Regions from separate parts of the Oryzias latipes genome. Here region 1 is linked to region 2. The links are chromatin contacts, called in public Hi-C maps. All regions are on one chromosome and are shown on one strand. Each heading gives the region's core, a stretch centred on a gene start, on an enhancer-like site or on the middle of the called end of the contact. The rest is flanking DNA. Distances are from core to core; before and after follow the strand shown.

Region 1 (6,718 bases), core at 2,416-4,915, 250 kb after region 2:
TTTTTTGTAAAAAGGTGTTTTTTATTTAGAGTGGCAAGTTTTTTTTTCTTTTTTTAATGTACATTTATTTTAGTTTATTGCCAACTGTGTGTCACTGAGACTGAACCACTCTGTTGAGAAATGTACAGTACCAAAGAGAAAAATAAATAAATATATATTATACCAATATAATACAAATTAATTTGTTAATTATTAAAAGCTTGGTCTTGAATATCTAAATAAATAAATATATTTTCTTTTTCTTTAAACTGCAAATTGAGCATGCGTCCATTTCCTCCTGTCCAGTTCTGATTGTTTCTTTACATCTTATGTCCATAAGACAGTTCATAAACCAAATAGAAGGTAACATAAGAGCCATGACCATCAAAAACCTGCTTAAGGAGCTAGAATGTTCAAGGGAATAGTGAAATGTATCAGTATAAACTGCCCTAAAAGTCAAATAAAAGCATAGCATAAGAGTAACATGGAAAAAAAAAGAAATCAAATAAATGTAACAAAATATGAAATTTACACTCCAATTAGATGTGAAGCTTAAATATTTGTAAAAGTTTAACATAGAATTAAAAAAGATAAATTGGAATTAGAAAAATTACAAAGAAAGCACGAAATATAAATACAAAACAGAAAAATTACTTGACTTACCTAAAAGAAATGTCTTTGGGGCATGTTCATTGGTTTCAAAGGTAAAAGAAAAAACAAATTGTAAAAAATGATTCTGTTAAATATGACGTTCTTGCATTAATTTAAACACCAGTAGAAATCAAAAGAATTCTGCATGCTAACAAATTGCTCAAGACCCTATTGGGCAGAACACAAGTGTATTTTCATTTTTTTTTTTTTTTTTTTTTTTTTTTGCAATCGTGTGCAGTTTAATTTTCATTGTTGTAAGGAGTCTGTGAATATACTTATGCTGATGGGTAGTTTTATTAAATGTGAAGGCTTCAAATTCCATTATTTTTTTTTGCTACAAGTTCTTTAAAAAGGCAGCTAGCCTTCATTATAGTAAAATTATTGTCATTGTTTTTAAGATCTACACTTAAATCCTTGTGGTTTGCATTAATAAATGTCACAGTGACTAAAGGAGGAAATTATCTAAAGCGGGAAAAATCCAATCCACATTGCATCACATTACAATAAAGAGTGACTGCTTGCAAAGCTAACAAAGCAAAAACAAATATTCTCATTCATCTATCTTCTAAGATAGTCCCATTCAGAGTCACTGGGTGGCAGAAATAAATCCCAGCCACTGCCAGTAAAGGCGAGCTACAACCTGGTCAGTTCATCAGTCTATCACAGGGCCAGTATACTCACATTTGACTAAAAGAAATGTTAAGACTACACACTCCCAAGACTGCAATGAAACCCCTGTCAAAAAAGGTGAATAAAGTTAAATTATGGAGCAACCAGCATCAATTGAGCTAATGTGATCCAAAGATCACAAAGACAGGGATTCTTACATTTGACCTTTAGTTCCCCTTTCTCTGTCAGTTATAATGAACCTAGTAGAAAACAGAGCTAGTTAAAATTCACCACATTTATAACATCTTAAGCTTTATAACAGTAACAGTTGACATGTGGACATTTTCGCAGCTAGCAGGTATGTTTGTAACATTTGAGTGTGTGTGGAAAGGCCCCGCCCTTTGAGATTTGTATTACATCTGTACCTTACCGTAATGATAAACATCCAGCAACTTGTTGCTTTATGCTGCTTCATGGTTTTGTTCCCCCCCCCCTCCTATTATCACCCTCCTATCCCCTCTCTCCAACATCCCTCTCTCTTCTTCCCTCCTTTCCTTTTCCGTCCAACACCAAAGATTTTCAAATACGATTGACATGAATAAAGTTTGGCCTCAATTACAAAAGGGGTTTATTCAGACATACCTCTGGTCTGTCTGAAGATTTATAACCCCTGTTGTTAAAGTAAAATATGTCCAACGATAGAGGCCTTCAGCTCTCATCTGTCTGCCCAGCTGTTGGACATGACAAATAAAAAAAAAAATAAATAAAAAAAAAGCTTTATAAAAGTTCCAACTATTGAAAAAGGTTCTCTCAAAAACATTCGTAAAAATATGTTTGCGATGTTAAAATTGGTAAATATTGATTAGAAAACATGTAAGTATGGAGATTCTGATCATTAGAAAGGCACAGGGATATTCTGAATAGAGAAGTTCAATTACTTCACTTTCTAAATTTAGGTGTTTTTTACTGAAATGATATTGAAAAATAAGCATTCTGGATGACTTTTATAAAGGGATTTAAAAAATGATGGAATTATAAAAAAAAGTAAATTAGCCTACCTACTAGAGTGCCTTCCAATGCTCCAGGTACCAATACTCCTATTATTTGTTTTTTAAAGGAAAAACCTGATTGAATATTCTTCTTTAAAAAGGCATACCTCTAACACTGGCTTTGATGCATTGTAAATGCTTAAAAAAATAATAAAAAAGAAAATCTTTAAAAAAAGAAAAAAGCTTTCAAAGGTTCTTAATGAGTTTTTCTTTAAAAAACAAACAAACAAACAGGTGTTTTGGTGATGAAAATCTTGTGAAGGAAAATTGTCATAGAATATACACAGGAATGATGGGTTTCCTCCAGAAATCTGTCCTGTGTCGACTCCCTTTCAGAGTTTTTATGATGTGGGGGAATCAGTAGTTCAATATTTTGAGCCTAAATATATTTAAATCTCCCCCATTATTTAAAATCGACAATGAATGTCCATTTGGTTGCGATAAAACACACCATCCTTCCAAATCAATGTATCCCACAAGAGGTCAGTAAAGATGTGTCTTTACTGCATTCTTTTCAGAACATGAAGCCAAAGAGGATTGACCTACATGCTGTAAACAAAAGTACTTTGAGGGATTTTCTGAACAAAACCTATTAGTCTAAACAGATGTGAAATCTGCTCTAATGTCTATAAACCTAATTATAACAACAACTATTTCCCCAGATGCCCTAAAAAATGCTGGTGTTTGACTTCAGAACTTCAATGCCAAAGGCAATTTGTTGTGCACAAACCCATCAATATTATACTATGTGAATAAAACTTTTGCATATTGTTTTTAAAGCATTGTTATTACATATAATGATGTGATGCAAACAACAGTCATAAAAAATAAGCAACCTCTTCTTCCTCTTGAAGAAGGTTCATCTTCATCAACAGGAAGCTCCCCTTAAACCTTGATTTTACGAGGTTTTTTTTCTTCTTTTAGGTTAAAAGACTGACATTTAATGAAGATAATCAAGATTTTTGCAGGGAAATTTTACCCCGAACCTCTACGTCAGCAGCATCACTTGTCATAAACAAAAACAGCAGCTTTTTAAGGTCGCTGTGTAATCATAACACTCCCAAAGCAGCCCGACAGGAACACGTGAAGCTTTTCTGTATTAAACAAAAAAAATCTCGCAAAATGTCAACTGTGAAGAAAAACAACAACAGTAGAACAGACACAGCCTCTTTATGCACAAGCCTGCCCTTTATCATCCAGTGATGCAGGAATGTGAAGGATGCTGAGCGTTCACCTGATCCACGCTTTGCGCCCGTGGGAGGGTCTCTCCAGTCTCCACTCTGCCGTAACACGGCCCAGTTCTGGTAGGCGTGCTTTCAGGCTGGGTGGGGGTGGGTGGGGGGATTGGAGCGCCGCGCATCCTCTGAGAGGGATCTGCAGGAAACATGATCATCGAGGGAGCGTGAACGCATTCCTCAGCTCCGGTCAGACGATTCGACAGCTCCGTGCGTTCCGCGTTATTCTCCGAAGGACGTCGGAGGAAAAGCAGCCAGCAGAGAGCACGCACGACCCCGCATCGTCATTCGCCGCTGCGCCGGGTGAGACGAGGTCATCGCTGCTCCACGGTAAGATGCAGAAACACCAAGCACTGATAACAAACAGGGCCGCTTTTCAGCGCGTAAATACGCATATCTACACTCAGTCTTTATTTTTGTTATTTTGGACCTCTCCAACGTGCACAGACGCCGATTTGTAGCATCCTTTACGCATTATCTTCCTCTTCTCTCCTTTTTGATTGTAGAATATTAAATCCACGGAGAGAAAACGCACGCAGGTCACATGAATTCTAGGCTACAGGGCACCTTAGCCGACATACCTGAGCACAGATGCCCTACAGAGAAAAAATGGGTTAGTGGAGCAATTCCACGCGTGCTTTGACCACCGCACCAGCATGTCGAGGTTGATCATTTCTAAATGAACCGAAATAATCGGACAAACGATAATTTGTTGTTTTTTGGGGGGGTGCTTTAAATCCCATTTGGACATTAAAATAACATCATTGATTTCATGCAGGAATCACTGGGGAGCATGCGCAGTAGCAGGCCTGGCTTCCAACAGTCCCAGTGGATGCTGTTGCTCACACGCTCTGGGCTGTGCCTCTATGTAGCAACGTTTTAGCTCACCTAGTTTTCATGCAGACTGACTAATCATGCCACCCTAACAAATGAAATAATAAATACATGGATTCACTTCCCACCCAGATTTTCAAATGTCAAATACAAAATGATTAAGAAATGTGGAAACTTGCTTTTGTTCCATGAAACCTAAGTGTTAGGAACTTTCAGTGGCATCCCACATCCCAGTGACCCGAAAAGAAAAATATATGTTAAATTTGGAGTTGCCTTAGAGCACCGGTTAGCCTACATCAGAATCACTGTAGAAGTATCTGAATTAAAATCATTAAAGCATGGTCAGCTACAATTTATTTTAGAACACGTGTCATTTATACTGAATACAGGTAACAAACTGATGGATACATATACACATATATATATATATATATATATATATATATATATATATATATATATATATATATATACACACACACACATATATATATATACACACACACACATACATATATATATATATATATATATATATATATATATATATATATATATATATATATATATATATATATATATATATATATATATATATATATATATATATATATATATATATATATATATACGTCTCCATCAGTTTGTTACCTGTATGAAAAAGCTATAATTTGTTACATACAAACTACAATCAGCAGCCAATCAGGAGCCACAAGCTCCCTCCTCCATTCTGACACATTCAATTGCAGACCAACAGATCCATATATATCTTTTTGAGGTGAGTGAGGGTCTGTAAGCTGGCGGGAGAGTAAATACAGGGATCATGGCAAAGGAGCGCAGGCTTACTCAACGCCAATAGTCTTGCCCACAACTTGCCCACAACAGCATAATTGTAATAAAAAGACGACTGGTGAATGCTTTTGAAATAGATCAAAAGAACATTGGAGCGCACCAAGTAGTTCTTATACCCTTCATATGTGTGTGACAGAAAATGTCACTGTAGCTGCTGCAAACTTTGAATGTTGCAGAGAGGTATTGGATATTGGAGACTGTTGTTGATGAGCTGACTGTCACGCATTGAGCTCATTAGACTCAATGCGTTATCGACTTTCAGCTGACATGGGGAGCAGCTTTAGCAATGATGCATGCATGGGTGTTACCCTGGTCCTTATTTTGTCTTGCATGTCAATTTATTGATAAGGATGTTTTGATGGTTTTTTTTAGTTTGTACACCCACCCAAAGCATTGACAAGTGCATGTCTTACCCTGTTAGTCTCAAACAAATTGTTTCCTTCCATGCTCAAGCAATTTTGTTTTCTAAATCCCTAATCTGACTTCTTTGTCCAGATATAGTTTGCCTTTGTACATCATGAGGATTACATTTTGTTTGTCTGCAGAAATGCACAGCTGTAAGAAAACAGAGATTTAGCAAAAAAACAAAAACAAAGACTTCTACTTTAGGTTATAATTTAGTTTTCCCTCAAAATGACTTCTAGCCATGATGAACAGCTGTCCATATAGTAGTGTTCAGAATACAGTGCTGTTTAGGAGATGCAGCATTACAGTTTGTTTGGGATTCATGCATTTCTTTCAAGCTTTTAACAATTGCCTCCAGGCTATTTCCTGCATATACTATTTTATATTCATACGTCAATTTTAAACTTGGCTACCTCGTTATGCTACAATAGTTTCATAAGTAAACTCATGGTGCAGCTCGCTGAAAGAGGAGGAAGTGCAGTTGCGGTGATGTGCACTGAAGAGTACATTTCTTTGCTGACAATGCGTGACACTTAATAGCATGCATAGTGAATACATGCCATAACTCATATCGCAGGGAATCTGATTTCTCTTCTGTGATAACGCAAATACACATGCATGTGTGCAAGCGCACAACACACACACACACAGACACAAATCTACCTACCTAAAAGGAGGCACATAACACCTGTGTTTCAGTTTTGGCTTCTTCCATAATTTATGGACCTTTATTTTAAGTTTTATTCATGAAAATGTTAGGGGTCAAGTCATACACAAACACAAAATAAAATAAAAGAAACAATAATAACACAACATTAGACAGACATTTTTTATTTTTTTTTATTTTTTACTTTTTATCATATTCATATCATTTCTTTGCGGGTCAGGTGTGCTGCTGCCTCACCTGACCTCTATGACTCAACGTCACTCCAAGGTGGATTCTCTGTGGTGAGCTTGTGGCTGTTTCAGAAAACACGTTTTGTGAAAGAGTCTGAGAGAAAAGTTGCAAAAGGAGAAGCTTGTTGGCTCAGAGTGGAGTTTTGCAGATGTTAATAACTCTGCTCTTCACACATTCGTGTTTTTCTTTGCTCCTGTGGCTTTAGA
Region 2 (7,042 bases), core at 199-2,698:
CGAGACGCAGAGCTGAGCAGAAGTAGTTGCCGCCGGAGCTGGTGTACACCACCTCCCCTGCACCCTGCGTCTCTATGCGCATCACGGGCACCTCTGACCCTGAGAGGTGGGTCAGCTGCTTTGGGGTGGGCTCGACAGCCGACATGACAACCACTCGCAGCTCTGGCCTCAGCAGAGTGATGTTCTTCAGCAGGCCAAGAAGTATGTCGGCGGCTACAGTCCTCTGGTGGGCCTGGTCCACAATCACCACACCATAGCGCTCAAGCAAAGGGTCGGACATCATCTCCCGGAGGAGCATGTTGTCTGTGCAGAACCTGCGTTGAATGATGATGTTATGCTTGAATTTAGGAAAGTATTCACAAACATTTCATCTTTTATTTGGATTAAATCCCAGTTTATCTCCCTTCCCTTGTTGTGCTGAGTGCTTTTGTTCTGCATGACGTATGAGGGACCCTCGTGGTGAGTGTGACATATGGGTCGACAGGGAGACGGGCAGCTGGTGTGAAGCCCTTGAAAAGAGCCCCTCAAGCCTTTTGTTCACCACTCTTTAAGGCGGGGTATCACGACCACGCATTCTTACAAAAAGAGAAAAAAAAAAAGGAACTCTGGACACATCTGTGGCAAGAACAGACATTTGTGTTTGCACACCTTAGTACCGTCTCACTGGCGCAACATTTCTCCAGAGGTATGCTGTAACCCACTTCATGGCCGACATTCACATCCATCTCATCTGCCACTCTCAGGGCCAGATCAACAGCCTGCTGGGAATGGATCTGGGTGCAAACCACCATGCCGTGCCGGAACTGGACTGACAGGCAGAACTCAGCACACCACTGGGGAATCTGCAATAAAAGAAAAGTGAGATTTTTTTTTTTTTTTAAGAAACATCTTTGCAAAAATATTGGCATAAAAAAATGACACACTCACTTGAGAACTTCTTCCTGTTTTGGCAAAGCCACTGACAGCAACAAACTGTTGATTGGCCAGCGTGTCCATGAATTCACTCTTTGCCCTCCACATTGGCAGCTCTTTCCTCTCCTCCATCAGTTTGTAAAACCGAGATGAATAAGGAAGTCCATCAAACTGATTCAGCTCCAAGATGTCAGCAGAATCTTTGTCTCCTTGACTCAAAGCCTCAGAGTCGGAGCAACAGGGCGAGTTCCCCGCAAAGTAGTCCTCTCCACCTAAACTGGCAACGTCCTGCTCCATCACAACAGAGTCTGTCCGCTTTCGACCTCATTTACAGGATCATACAAATGAAGCCTGGAAATCTCCAGCTTTCAGTGAAGCGGCTGCAGTGAGACTGCGTCTGCTGCGAGCAAAACACAATGAAGGGCTCAGTGGGCGTCCAGCCCAGTGTTGTCATGTGGCTACTAATCCCACAGAGGCAGTGTGGTCATCAACACACACACAGACGCACACACACAGGCACTAGTGTGAGACGGAGTAGATTGGCAGAGACTGGAATGTCTGCTGTTTACAAAGAACACCAGATGAAACGCAATCTGCACAACTTATTTATCAACTACAAACAGAAATTAACACAAAAAAACTATTTTAAAGACCCACTCTGAGGAAAATTGTATTTTTGGTGTTATTAACATGTTCTTCTGGCATTTCTCTCATGATGGACATATATAAATACAATTAAGATGAAAATTGTCTTTCTGCGCATTTGTTATTGCAAACTGCTTTAAATTAGAAGCAGCCGAAAAAAATGCCATTTAAAGAAGAATGTATTTGTGACATAGAAAATACACTGGGTGGACTACAAGCTCCTAGCTCTTTGCTTTTAGAAACATGGAAGGGAATGGGGGATGGGGTTGCTCCGCGGCAACAATCACAACCAAAACTCAGAGGTGAATTACTTATGAACTACTGCCACTCTGCACCAAGTTTGTCCTAGAAAACAACCCAGGTTTTTTATTTTAAAAACAGCATAATCATACCTAAAAGACCACAGGGAACACTTAAAAAAGAGATCTGAAGATGATTGGAGTGTGACGTTTAGCTTTGATGAATACACTCCATGTAATAGAGTATGCAGTTTCTAAAAAATAAAATATTAATTTAAATATCCTCCCGGCTGCTGAAAGAACAGTAAAAAAACAAAACAAATGTAGAAACCTGATTACGAACATTTAAACAACATTCAAGATTTTTTTCCCCATTAACTTTTAAAAGAGTTCTTGTGCAAAATACTACAAATTAGAACATTGTCACATATTTTATGCGAAAAGCCTTTTTTTTGTTTTTAAATGTTTGACCCTTATGATTCATATTCAACATGTTTATGTAGGGCAACAATTGAAGTCCAGTAGTTTAACTGTTGTTATCCAACAGGTGGCAGTATTGGACAAACCTGGGATGTTGTAGACAGTTTTCTGTCACTTTCCCAAAATGCATCAACATTACTTTTAACAAATCTTTTTAAGTTTTAATAATTGTGAAGAAAGACCAACAGTAGCAAAAGAGCATCATCTCTGGTTGATCTGTACACACAAGGCGTCCTTCAACTATTGAAGATAACAGCTGCAATCAATAAAAATATGTGCAGAAGTTACTGATGAATAAATCTTTTCTCCTAAAATAAGCATTTTTCTGAGTCAAAGTAAAAATGAAAGTAAAACAAAAAAAAAATCTTCAAAAACATAAAATAACTTTTATTCGCTTTTATTTTATTTTATTTCGATAAATCGGAAACCTTAAAGCTTGGTTTACAGTTATTGAAACTTTTCAAGATTAAAGCAAAACAAAAACAAAAATCAAATTTCTCTTCAATCATTCGTTGTGGATAAAGACAAATAACATTTCTGTGCTTTTGCAAAACAAAACAATACTAAAAGAACAAAGTAATGACTGGCATACCATATTTACACTTGTGATGACTTACAAAAAAAACATAGTACAGATGTTACATTTAAAAGGTTTATCCACATAACGACAAGAAATGTTTTTCAGCAAGGAGCCTCAACTCTGACAGTTGTTACACATTGAAACACATTTTTCTGAAGAAAAGCGGCACAGCCTTGGCGCTCTGTTTGCAGAGCAGAACGATCTGGACGCATAAATGCAAAATAAAGGAAGGCTTTAGCAGAAGGTTAATAACCTTGTGGACATTTGGAGTGATCGTTTTTTTCACAAAGTTGAACTAAATTGAAAAAATGAAGAGAAATGGTAAACGTAATGATTTATTTGGTGTTTTACTGTCAGAAATGTTGACGCTCTACAGCATCCACCGGCACCAGAACTTTTTAAAACTCAAAGCAGCACATTGAAAAAATAAACAAGGAACCTCAAATCAGAGCAATATCACACAAAAAAAATGGTGGATCAATAATTTCCAAGAAGCGTTTAGATGAGTTTTAAAAGGCTAAAATGAACAAATAGAAAAACAAAGAATTTTAGCACCATAGCAGCAACGGGACAAGGAATGCATCTGAAGTTAAACGAGCACTAAAGATTGCTAGAACTAAATAAATAACAATGCCCAGTGTGCCACAAATGCTGTTCATTTTCATTATCTTCATCCCAAGTCCAACTTAGTTAAAGCAGGATATTGGTTAAACAAAAAGACAATGCATTTCAAGATTTTCAACAAGAAAAATGTATAAAATCACCATAAAAATTTGTAAAAAGAATTTCTAAAATGACACAAGAATTCCTTCTTTTCAAAAATTTCCCAAGCAAAACAAACTCTCTCTTCATACAGAGTGCTTTGCACCCTAACTGGACCAACGTTAAATAGTTGAATAAATAGTTTCTTGGTACCTGAGCGAAGACAAGAGCACCTTGTAAAGGTGTAGCACCGTGGTGTGATCTTAGCCCATTTAAAAACATTTTTAAGAACCCTCCAACATTTTCTGCTTTCAGTGACTTCCAACAGAGTCTTAAGTTATTAGTGCAAAATAAGGATTTCTGAACAAAGAGAGGCCAGAGCTCAGCAGGCCGGATGAGTCTTTGGTGGTCTGTGGGGCAACGCCGCAGATCCAAAGAACAACAGGAATTTATCTGTTTGGAAAGAAAAGAAAGCTTCAGATAAAACACACATTTTCACCAAAGGATTCTTCTTAAGCTCATTATAATTTAACACTATTAGAAATATCAGAATGACAGGAAATATAAATGAATCCGTTTTTTCTTTTAGCGATATTTAAGTGTAAAACCAAGTCATTAACTTCTATATTCATTTTGTATGAGCTAAATGCTTAGCTTTCATGGTTAGGGTAAGGTATTATAATCTAAAAATAATAAAATCAAATGTACATCCCATAGTTTCATCCATCTGACCAAGAAAATTATAAAAGGCAAAAAAAACAAAACTACAAAAAATCCTCTGCTGTACTAATGTGAACAGCTTAGTGAAATACCTGCTGGGTAAAGAGAGAGGGGGAGGTGGCCGGGGCACAGTGGGGATGGGTATTGGCAGGGCCCCTGTCCTTGGAATGTGGCCCCCAATGCTGTGACCTGATGGAGTGCCCCTCCGTAATGGATCTGCAGGTAAGGGTTTCTGGGGTGGACTGGGTTTGTCAAAGTCCTGAGGAGGAAAGTAAAATCCACTAAGTATTTGCTGGTTTTATTTTGAAAAAGACACACAAAGCACATCAAAAAGGTGCAAACAAGTCTGAATGCTGCATTGTATTTTGGTCACGATTAGTTGTGCAGCAGCTTTCCGGGCAGAAAAGTTCAAATGTTTCAGCAGAGGGCACTGTGTTCTTCTCTGGAAACCCCCACAAACATGAGGTGCATTTCAACTCCCCTCCACTTTAGCTGTGGAAGTGATGAGTGAACATGGAAGGTTACCATTGTGTTTGACTAATCTACAAGAGGAGGAGAGACTGTGACTAACATCTCCTGCTTTCTACTTAGGTAATGTCTCACAGACGCTCAGTGAGTCCATATCGGCCTAAACACTTTTTACAAATACACGTATTTTAAAATCCTAAAATCCTAAAAGTGCAACATAGCCTTGCCTGACAATGGCACACCCATTCTGTATAGGGATTTTACCCCCTTACCACCCTCTCTGAATGACTTTCTGTTATTTGAACATGTAGAAAAACCAGATTTCATATTTTTTCATCCAAGGTTGAAGGAAATGCCCTCCAGCTGCACTAGTATTCTAAAAACAGCAGAATAATGCCTCTAATAGTGTATTTTGGGCTTAAAAAGGCTCTTTTTGGACCCAAAGGGCCCTTGAGAAACTGCAACCAGAGCATTTTTCATCCAAACTTTTCTGGTCTGCTCACACCCTAACCTCAGGAGTGTTTTTGATGTGCTGGAAACACCCACTGTGAGGCAAACCTCACCATGTGGGAATAAGTGGGTGGGGATCCCTGCAGGCAATAGACCTTTCCTCCTCCACACTGCAGCCACAGAACCAGCATTTTGACCTGAAGGATTGGGAACTAAACAGAATAGGGAATGTCAACCTCAGAAGCAGCCCAGGGATCGGGGAGGGGGAGGTTACTTTTGGGTGTACTTGGACCCTTTGGCATGCAGCTTGAAATATAAACAACGTTTTGCCATCATTACCTAAGGTTTAATATCTTCTTGTAACATGAAGTTTCTCTCATAGATGTGGGATTATGTTGTGTACATTTTTAAATTCACCAAGACCAACCAGTAATTCCCCAGACTACTCAGCTGCAAAGTACACTTAGTAAAAACGCACTGCTGACATAACCCAAAGGGCTGAAATCATATTTTTTTGTAGGAAAAGAAAACCTCTGGGGACCTTTGTATCTCTATCCTGTCATTCAAATGCAGCTTTGGAGGGGTGTTGAAGAAAAAAAAAAGCAAATGACCTTTTTAGAGAATTTAGACTTGTTGTTTAATCAAATCATCCTTCCTTTTTCACCATAAAATATATATATATTAAAAAAAGAGTCTAAAGTTGTCATTCTTCTACAAGATATTTTAATAAAAAAAAGAAACATGTTGAAATTCTCTACCTTTGACGATTAAATAGGAATATTTAAATGATTTGGCTTCATAATTAACCACTTGAGGCAAATTTACAATTATATACTCGATATCTTTAGGAAAAAACAAAATTGTACAAAATTCTAAGTAGACAGATGAACCCACTTCTGCGTTCTAATAATGTGCACTCATTTAGCAGAAAACCTCAACCTGCCACTGTAGTCTTGGTGGTACTCACATATCTTCATTAAAAATGAAGCATTGGGTCCTCTGGATGCAGTCACCTAAGGCGCACAAGCACCTTTTCAAATTACAGCAGGAAGAATTAAAAAAAAAAAGAAAAAAAAGTGTTTTCTTGCCAACAATAATGCAAATTCTCTGTTCCTGGAAAGATTACATTTAACAAAGATTTGACTTGCTGTGTAGCAGCTGTCTTCTAAACTGGACCTGAATGTGGTTACAGCTTATTTGCTTCATAATTACTCAACACTGCAGGCATCTAAAATGTCTCTTACCTTCTGCTAAACACGATAACAACTAACGTGTCTGTTTGTGAACATCCTGTTCTCGCAATTTTTCTTTCACTGTACGACAGGAGTATTCCCTTGGAAATATTAACGGGGTGCAGGCAGTGCAAAGACATTTAAAAGGAAGACATTTTGGCACAGACAGCAGGGAGTTTGTGTCGAGTATTACAATCAGCCTGTTCTTGACTTTCTCTTTAAGGATTGATGTCCTGTGCGTCCTTGTTGTGAGCACAATCCCCTCCTGTGTTTCTGACTTACATGTGCTGCCTCACTCGCTTCGTCTGCTTCCTTGCCACAAAAATCCCTAGTGGACCTCAGCAGGTAGACGGGTTTTGCTGTTATGGCAATAGGCGTCGGCCAATTTCTGGAGCAAACGTTTGCCTATCAGCTGAAGAACATTTTTATTTGAAAGACTTTCATAGCAGAGGCTGTGGGGCTCTGTGCAGAAAACAGATAGATATGATGCAAACTTCTTTCTGCTCTTCCGTGTAATGAAAGTGCTTCCACAGAAACATCACATTTAACATGCATGTCTTTTAAGACTTACTATTCTCTAGCTACAAGGCTTTATCATGAATGAATGATGCAAG

Evidence for each region. A called contact is a pair of places that touch in the nucleus more often than the background predicts.
Region 1: a contact with region 2 is called in a Hi-C map of gastrula embryo, with 1.6 times the contacts expected there. The contact joins the promoter of ptpe here to the promoter of LOC101169310 in region 2. A contact is called at or near these places in 4 of 5 Hi-C or Micro-C datasets (embryo, fibroblasts and gastrula embryo).

The regions. Positions count from the first base shown.
Region 1 is chr15:19,365,383-19,372,100 of ASM223467v1, forward strand. It overlaps ptpe (protein tyrosine phosphatase e), which reads left to right and starts at 3,666. Exons shown (of 21, transcript NM_001105088.1): 1 at 3,666-3,853.
Region 2 is chr15:19,117,517-19,124,558 of ASM223467v1, forward strand. LOC101169310 (putative pre-mRNA-splicing factor ATP-dependent RNA helicase DHX32) reads right to left here and starts at 1,449. Exons shown (of 11, transcript XM_020709500.2): 1 at 928-1,449; 2 at 649-842; 3 at 1-314. The coding sequence starts at 1,209. LOC101169556 (disintegrin and metalloproteinase domain-containing protein 12) reads right to left here. Exons shown (of 24, transcript XM_023963430.1): 23 at 4,371-4,537; 24 at 2,668-4,011. The coding sequence ends at 4,008.